Regions from separate parts of the Macaca mulatta genome. Here region 2 is linked to region 1. Evidence: chromatin contacts called from public Hi-C data. All regions are on one chromosome and are shown on one strand. The core of a region is the stretch at or near the end of the contact, and the rest is flanking DNA. Distances in the headings are between cores, read along the strand shown.

Region 1 (3,630 bases), core at 680-3,179:
TAGAGACGGGGTTTCACTGTATTCACCAGGATGGTCTCGATCTCCTGACCTCGTGATCCACCCGTCTCGGCCTCCCAAAGTGCTGGGATTACAGGCTTGAGCCACCGCGCCCGGCCTGAACTCTTGATAATAATCAAGGAAATGCAAATTCCTTGCCAAATCTGCAGACACATCTTTTTGACGCTGACGGCCAGTACGGGTAAGATTTCATAGAAACGGGCACTCTCATACAATGCTAGTAGTAGGTGTATAAATGGAGGGCAACTGGAATATGAACCAGAAGTCTATGAAGAATTTAATATCTGATTTTTTTTCTTACCTCTAGGAATTTATCCTAAGTGATCAACACAATGATTTCTATACACTAATTTTAAATAACAGCACAGAAAAGGGCAAGTACAAAATATCTATCAACACAGAATAAGTTTGTTTATGCTGTATCCATAAAATAGGATATATTTTAATAGCCACTCAAAATATTTTTGGAAAAAATATTCAAGTTTGAGTATTCACAATAATATATTAAGTGTTTATATTACAGTTCAGTATATAGGCAAGGTCCCAATTATGAAAAAATTGAAAGAAGACTAGGAGGAATTTCAAACTGTGAACAGTAGTTAACTCAGGGTGGTGGGATTTTAAGTGCTTTAAATTTTCTTTTTTCTTTTTTTTTTTTTTTTTCTTGAGATGGAGTCTCGGTCTTGTCACTCAGGCTAGAGTGCAATGGCGCGATCTCTGCTCACTGCAACCTCCGCCTTCCGGGTTCAAGCAATTCTCCTGCCTCAGCCTCCTGATTAGCTGGGATTACAGGTGCCCGCCACCACACTTGGCTACTTTTTTTGTATTTTTAGTAGAGATGGGGTTTCACCATGTTGGCCAGGCCGGTCTTGAACTTCTGACCTCAAGTGATAAGCCCGCCTCAGCCTCCCAAAGTGCTGGGATTATAGGCGTGAGCCACCGCGCCTAGCCTTAAATTTTCTTTATACTTTTCTATATTATGGTATATTTCTCACAATAAATGTGGATTGTTTTTATTACCAGAAAACAATGATATAGAAAAACTTTAATAGAAGCCAACTAAAGTTTGTTTTTTTGTGTTTGTTTTTTTTTTGAGTTGGAGTCTCACTCCATCGCCAAGGCTGGAGTGCAGTGGTGCGATCTCAGCTTACTGTAACCTCCGGCTCCCAGGTTCACACGATACTCCTGCCTCAGGCTCCTGAGTAGCTGGGATTACAGACGTGAGTCACTGCGCCTGGCTAATTTTTTGTTTTTGTTTTTGTTTTGCATTTTTAGTAGAGACAGGGTTTTGCCATGTTGGTCAGGCTGGTCTTAAACTCCTGGCCTCAAGTGATGTACCCACCTCAGCCTCCCAAAGCGCTGGGATTACCGGCGTGAGCCACCGTGTCTGGCCCTAAACTTATATAATTGATAATTTAACATGAAAAAGCATGCTGGGGAGGGAGGCCTCCCTCAGGCTGTCCTGAAAAGGCACTTGTGTGCCTCCCTCTGGTGCGTCAACCTCATGGCCATGAGCATACAACTTTGGCAGACCAGGCCCACACAGGAAATTAAACCAAAGTCATGAATACAGAAATGCTTTTCTTCTCAAATGCCATTTGACCTCTTCTATCAAACATTCTGACACATCTGGATTTGATCAAAGTTACATAATCGGGGAAGTGGCCTGGAAAACACCTGGAATAAGCAGAATGCAGCTCCCCACCCAGAGGTGGCCATCCACTTGAAGTGTGGGTTAAAGTGGGACGGTCCCAAACATGTCGACAGATGCTGGGAATGTTATGCAAGAGGATGAGGCCTTTGTTAGGAAGGAAAGGGCCTCCCACTGCTTTTTGATTCAACAGGACGTCAGGCGATCCAAGGCAGTCTCTCAACTTTCCTCTCCAGTTCTTGCTCTATTCCATAAATTAATGGCCAAAGCCCAAAGGGAAGTATTGCTCATGCTTGCCTCTGGACCGAGACACTGAAGCGTAGCCACAGTCCAACACCAAAATCTTCCAGTCAATTCCCAATCCAGGCTGATGTCAAAATTGACTCACAATGTATAAATGCCAAGTTACTTGCTTCATTTCATAGTGAACTATGCTCGTCAACCTTAAAAATGATCACAGCTTACAAGGCCAAAGTTGCAGAAAGTACTTAAATCTTTCTTGCTTAAGACATGAACTTTCCACCGGTCCCTCTGTTAGGAAATGAGATCCCCTAAAGAAGCCCGAAGGCTTCATTCAAAAAAAAGATGCCCCAAATAGTTCCCTTCTTCTGTTCTTCCAGAAGATCTTTTGGCTATTGTCTTGGGAAATAAATTTTAGCATCTGCTATTATTCTTACTTTTTTTAGTGAACATTTTCTGCAGCCTCCTTTCTGAGTCATACTTTAAATAGGTTTAAGATCTGGATCTTCAAAAGTGCCTCTCACTCCACTTAAAACCGTATTGTTATTTTGTCATAATGTTAACAAAAAGGTTTCCACTCACCAACTAAACTCAGAAAAAGTCACTAATTAGCTAGCCGAGCACCAAGAACAGTGACATCTAAAAAATGCCTCAAACCTCTAAAAAGCTCTGGCTCTGGCTATGAGAGTATAAAATTATTTGGAAATTTTGTAAGAACCAGGCCACTGAATTCACTGGAACTGTGCATGATTAACTTGTTTAGACAGTATTCTAAGAAAATGGTTTGGGTCTTTAAAGTAGAATTAAACGATCGTCTTATATAAAAATAATCCTTTCTCAAAGCTATGAGTCACTGATAAAAAATGTTGACAGAAGATTCTCGGACATGGCCTATCTGGCCTAGACTCCAGGGGCTGCTGGTGCTACGCCGGACACTGGCCAACAGTCAGGGAAGGGAAATGCCCATGAACCCCAGCACCGGCTACTTCACAGCCCAAGGGGGGACTTGACCTCCAGGAAAAACATCCCCAGGAAGCTTCCCACCTTCCTGCTGGCACTTGTGCCCAACCTCATAGTTCCTACTAGAGTGCAAGGCAGCCAGCTATGGAGCATTCATTACTGTTCACACTGTGGGCTCTCCGGAAGGTTCTTGGAGACAGTTCAGTGTTGGGGGGACAGGAGATGGAGCATGTCAGACGTGACAAACGTTCCCTTTAATTTTGCTCACATTCAATTATTTAAACTTGTGCTGCTTTATTCATATTTCCTTTGTGGGTCCTTCACTATTATCCTCCAGTTCAAGGAATCTCTGTAATTTAAAAATCTATAAAACAGATCCTTCTAAAAAGAGGCTTCGTGTTTTATTTCATACTCTGTTCCAACGGATGAGATCATGCTCAGACTATTCTCAAGTTATTTTATAACAGTCTCACACAACTTTTCAAAATATGAGCTTAGAGGAAAAGTATTATTTCCCACATTTTGAGCTTGATGAAAGTCATTTTATCTATTTCTACATGGTCCTTTATTTTGTAAATTTACACCTTCACCCAGAGAAGTTAAAATTATTAAAACACACACACACACACACACACACACACACACACACACACACACACACAGAGACATACGTTTAACTGAACACAGCCTTTGTGTTATCTTCAGACCCCAAAACACTGTGTCAGCTGCTAGGGTGCAGGGAGAGGCAGGGCAGTGGCAGA
Region 2 (3,642 bases), core at 921-3,420, 73 kb after region 1:
ATCCATCTTAAATTCATTGAATGGGTCATATTTAAAATATTATTGATACCTGGAGGATTCTGAATATGGACTGTATATCGAATAATGTTACTGGATCAATGTGGATTTTCCTAAGTGTGGCAATAATGTGATGGTGTAAGAGAGTGTTCTTGTTCTCAGCTATCGTGAGTATGTAGCCAGCTTCCAGGTGGATTGGTAAGAGGGAAATGTTTCTATGTAAACAGAGATAGCAAGTGTTAAGAGTTGATGAATCTAGGTGAGGGACATATGGGTAGCTCTTTGCATTGTTCTTTCAACTTTATAGGTTTGACGATTTTCATTGGAAATGTTTAAGAAAATAAAAACAACAATAAATGCTCTTGGTAAGTACAATCTGTCCTTCCCAACATCCTCAGGGAACAGAATTCCACAATTTCCCAAGAAGCCAATCCAGCTGCAGCATCTTAGTAAGGACAGTAACCACCACGGCAGCGGCAGCAGCAGCAGCTAACATTTGCTGGGGCTCTGAGCAGACATGCTAATACCTTCAGCGCATTGTATCTTGGCATGTTCTCATTAATCCTATGAGGTGGGTGTGTGTTATCAACATTCACATCTCACAGGTGTGGGAGTCAAAGCTTCAGAGGGTTAACATGGTTAATGGTGTGATCCCACCCAAGTTAAGGGGAAAGCCAGGATTTAAAACTGGGTAGACAAACTTTGGAGTCCCATGCTCTTTACCACTGCCAGTCTCTTCAAACTTGGGTCAGGATCCATTCTTAGTCATGAGATCCACTAATGAGTCACAGCCTATATTTTTCAAAATGAAATAAAATAGAAAATATCAGCCAGGTACAGTGGCTCACACCTGTAATCCCAGCACTTTTGGAAGGCCAAGGCGGGCGGATCACTTGAGGTCAGGCGTTTGAGACCAGCCTGACCAACATAGCAAAACCCCGTCTCTACTAAAAATACAAGAAAATTAGCCAGGCATGGTGGCACATGCCTGTAGTCCCAGCTACTTGGGAGGCTGAGACAGAAGAACTGCTTGAACCTGGAAGGTGGAGGTCGAAGTAAGCTGAGATCGCGCCACTGCACTCCAGCCTGGGCGACAGGGTAAGACTCTGTCTCAAAAAAAAAAAAAAAAAGAAAGAAAGAAAAAGAAAATATCACTGTGCTCCACAATAAGGAAAAGCACTAATCCATAGGCCTTCTTCAGCTGTATATGTACATATATGCATACACGTGAATGTGATGTGTATACGTATATGTATGTGTGCATATGTGAATGCTAAGTCATAACTGAATATGTATTCCTTACACAGGTCACAATGCTTGAAAGTCACTGCATTATTCTATATTACCTCCTCTTCTTTCATTTCCTGCCCAGAAGCCTCACTGTTTAGGAGACTAAATGGGAAAAAAGCAATACAGATTTAGATGGTTAAGGGGAAAATTCCATTGGGAATTATCTAATCTCAAAATAAGCCAAAATAATATACTTTCAGTACACACTAATAGATAATAATGCAGCTGGCAAATCTGCTAATATGAAAGACATATTTTCAAATAGGAATTTGGATAATCCCCTTGGTGTTTGTTACAGTAAGATGTTATCTGGAATTCTATGAAAAGATTATCAATTTAAAAGTCAAGCTGAAACTGCATATATAAATATGGTCAATGGTTAAAATTAGAGGAAGATTCTTCTCTGGCAATTCTTCTCCACTGAAAATCCAAACGCATGTCACCATGACAGAGGATCAAGAATGTTCAAAGAAAACTACCGTGACATTGCCGGAGGAGTCCAAAAGCAGCTACGAGTGCTTGTCTGTCTGAGGGTGGAGATGGGGACGCAGGCGGGCAAGTGAGAGGTAGAGAATTACTGTACCAGTGCCCTCCCAAAGCAGTCACCCTACTGTGTATCCTGTTTCAAAAGGCTAAATGGGAAAAGCAAAGAAAAAAATCATTCTACATGTGTTTAAGGTACGCTACTCAAGGAGGGTTTTCTGTGAATTAATCTTACCATTACCAAATGAAGTAATAGGAAGAACGCGCTATGTCTTTAAATCCATGGCTATTTTTCATTCCAAGTTTCTGTTTAGGGCCATTACTGCTCTCTTGGGACTGCGTTGACTCACTGCATCTTCAGAATGACGCAAGTGAGGTTCTCTGCACAACTTCAAAACAGGCTGAATACATCCAGCAAAGGCTGGCTTCAGAGCCAACAGACCAATCAGGCACCCATTTGCAGAGTCGCTAGGACCAGGCAGGAGGTGGGAATACTCTCCTCATTTTCAATTTCATTAGGGTCTGATCACCTTCTTCAACGGGCAAAACAATTTGACCATCTTAAAGCAATCTTTTCTTAATTTGCCTGTTCTCTTTAGGACCACATTTCCACCTTCATTGCCCACTCAGAGTCCAATCTACTTTCTTGGACTTACTTGGTCATATGGTAAGAAAAGAATGGAAACAAGAATTCCAGCCCAAATGTCTCCAGTGCTGAGTATCCCACATATCTGGAGCTCCCTCCTCTCAACTTCTTTTTATCTAAATAAAAGAAAACTCCTCCTTCCTGGCATCAGCCAGGCAGAGGAGAGAGGGAGATGAGGGAAGAGGGAGGAGAAAGGGGACAACTCGCCTAGAAATGGCATGTATGAGTACAGATACAAGGTGAGCACTATCCAAAAACGAAAGTTGCAAGAGTTTTCATCTGGAGACTGGTCAGATCCAGGGAGCTCCAAGATCAGCCCCAGTATCACAAACGTAAAAGTGGCTACATTTGCATGGCCTGGATCCAGATAACTTCAGCATCACCTGGTTCACCGTATGGCTTCCTTCCTAAAACAGCCAAAAACCAAAGGAAAATGTGTTTGCTTTTTTTGAAGTGGTTCACATTTAGGGCTGTTCAATTTCTTTCTTTCTTTCTTTTTTTTTTTTTTTTTTGGAGACAGAGTCTCACTCTGTTGCCCAGGCTGGAGTGCAGTGGTTCTCACTGCAACCTCCACTGCCTGGGTTCAAATGATTCTCCTGCCTCAGCCTCCAGAGTAACTGGGATTACAGGCGCCCGCCACAGCGCCCGGCGTATTTTTTTTTTGTAGTTTTTAGAGACGGTGTTTCACCATCTTGGCCAGGCTGGTCTTGAATTAACCTCGTGATCCACCCACCTCAGCCTCCCAAAGTGCTGGGATTACAGGCGTGAGCCACCGTGCCCGGCCTAGCGCTGCTCACTTTCACACAGTGTTCTTTTTAAGAACATCCAAATTATAAAAGGCATCCATGGTTCCTGAAGGCAGAGTGGCTCTAATTAATACAATGGCAGAGCAGCTGTAACTAATTAAACCTCTAGTAATCAAGCTAGCTGTCAGATTTGCCCGCAGTATCCCTCAAAATCAGATGCAACTTACCATATTTCTGTCTTATCCTTACCAAGATAATAGCTACCTAAAAGCATCAAGAGTATGACATTTGTTTTAAACCTAAAGTAACCCCCAACATAACACATTACTTATATGGCATATATGTTTGCTGTGTGTGCATTTCTGGAGCAGCCTTGTTTGTTTAGTCAAGGCATTTCACCATCAGACATACCACTGCCAATCCATTTCCCTCTAGAAATTTATAACCGCCCCCTCCCCAAGCATAAAGGGCTAAATGTAT

Evidence for each region. Hi-C and Micro-C count contacts between places; a contact is called where the count stands out from the background.
Region 2: a Hi-C map of fibroblasts shows a contact between it and region 1, with 2.3 times the contacts expected there. The contact joins two enhancer-like sites. A contact is called at or near these places in 6 of 14 Hi-C or Micro-C datasets (blood, cortical neurons, fetal cortex germinal zone and 3 more).

What each region holds. Positions count from the first base shown.
Region 1 is chr15:16,727,107-16,730,736 of T2T-MMU8v2.0, forward strand. The region is part of intron 1 of ABL1 (ABL proto-oncogene 1, non-receptor tyrosine kinase); the gene reads right to left. Among named protein-coding and RNA genes, the nearest start is that of QRFP, 50 kb to the left of the region's middle. Within about 2 kb of position 1,930, at least 7 of the 40 cell types and tissues checked have an H3K27ac peak or open chromatin away from gene starts, as enhancers often do.
Region 2 is chr15:16,800,066-16,803,707 of T2T-MMU8v2.0, forward strand. The region is part of intron 1 of ABL1 (ABL proto-oncogene 1, non-receptor tyrosine kinase); the gene reads right to left. Among named protein-coding and RNA genes, the nearest start is that of ABL1, 71 kb to the right of the region's middle. Within about 2 kb of position 2,171, at least 7 of the 40 cell types and tissues checked have an H3K27ac peak or open chromatin away from gene starts, as enhancers often do.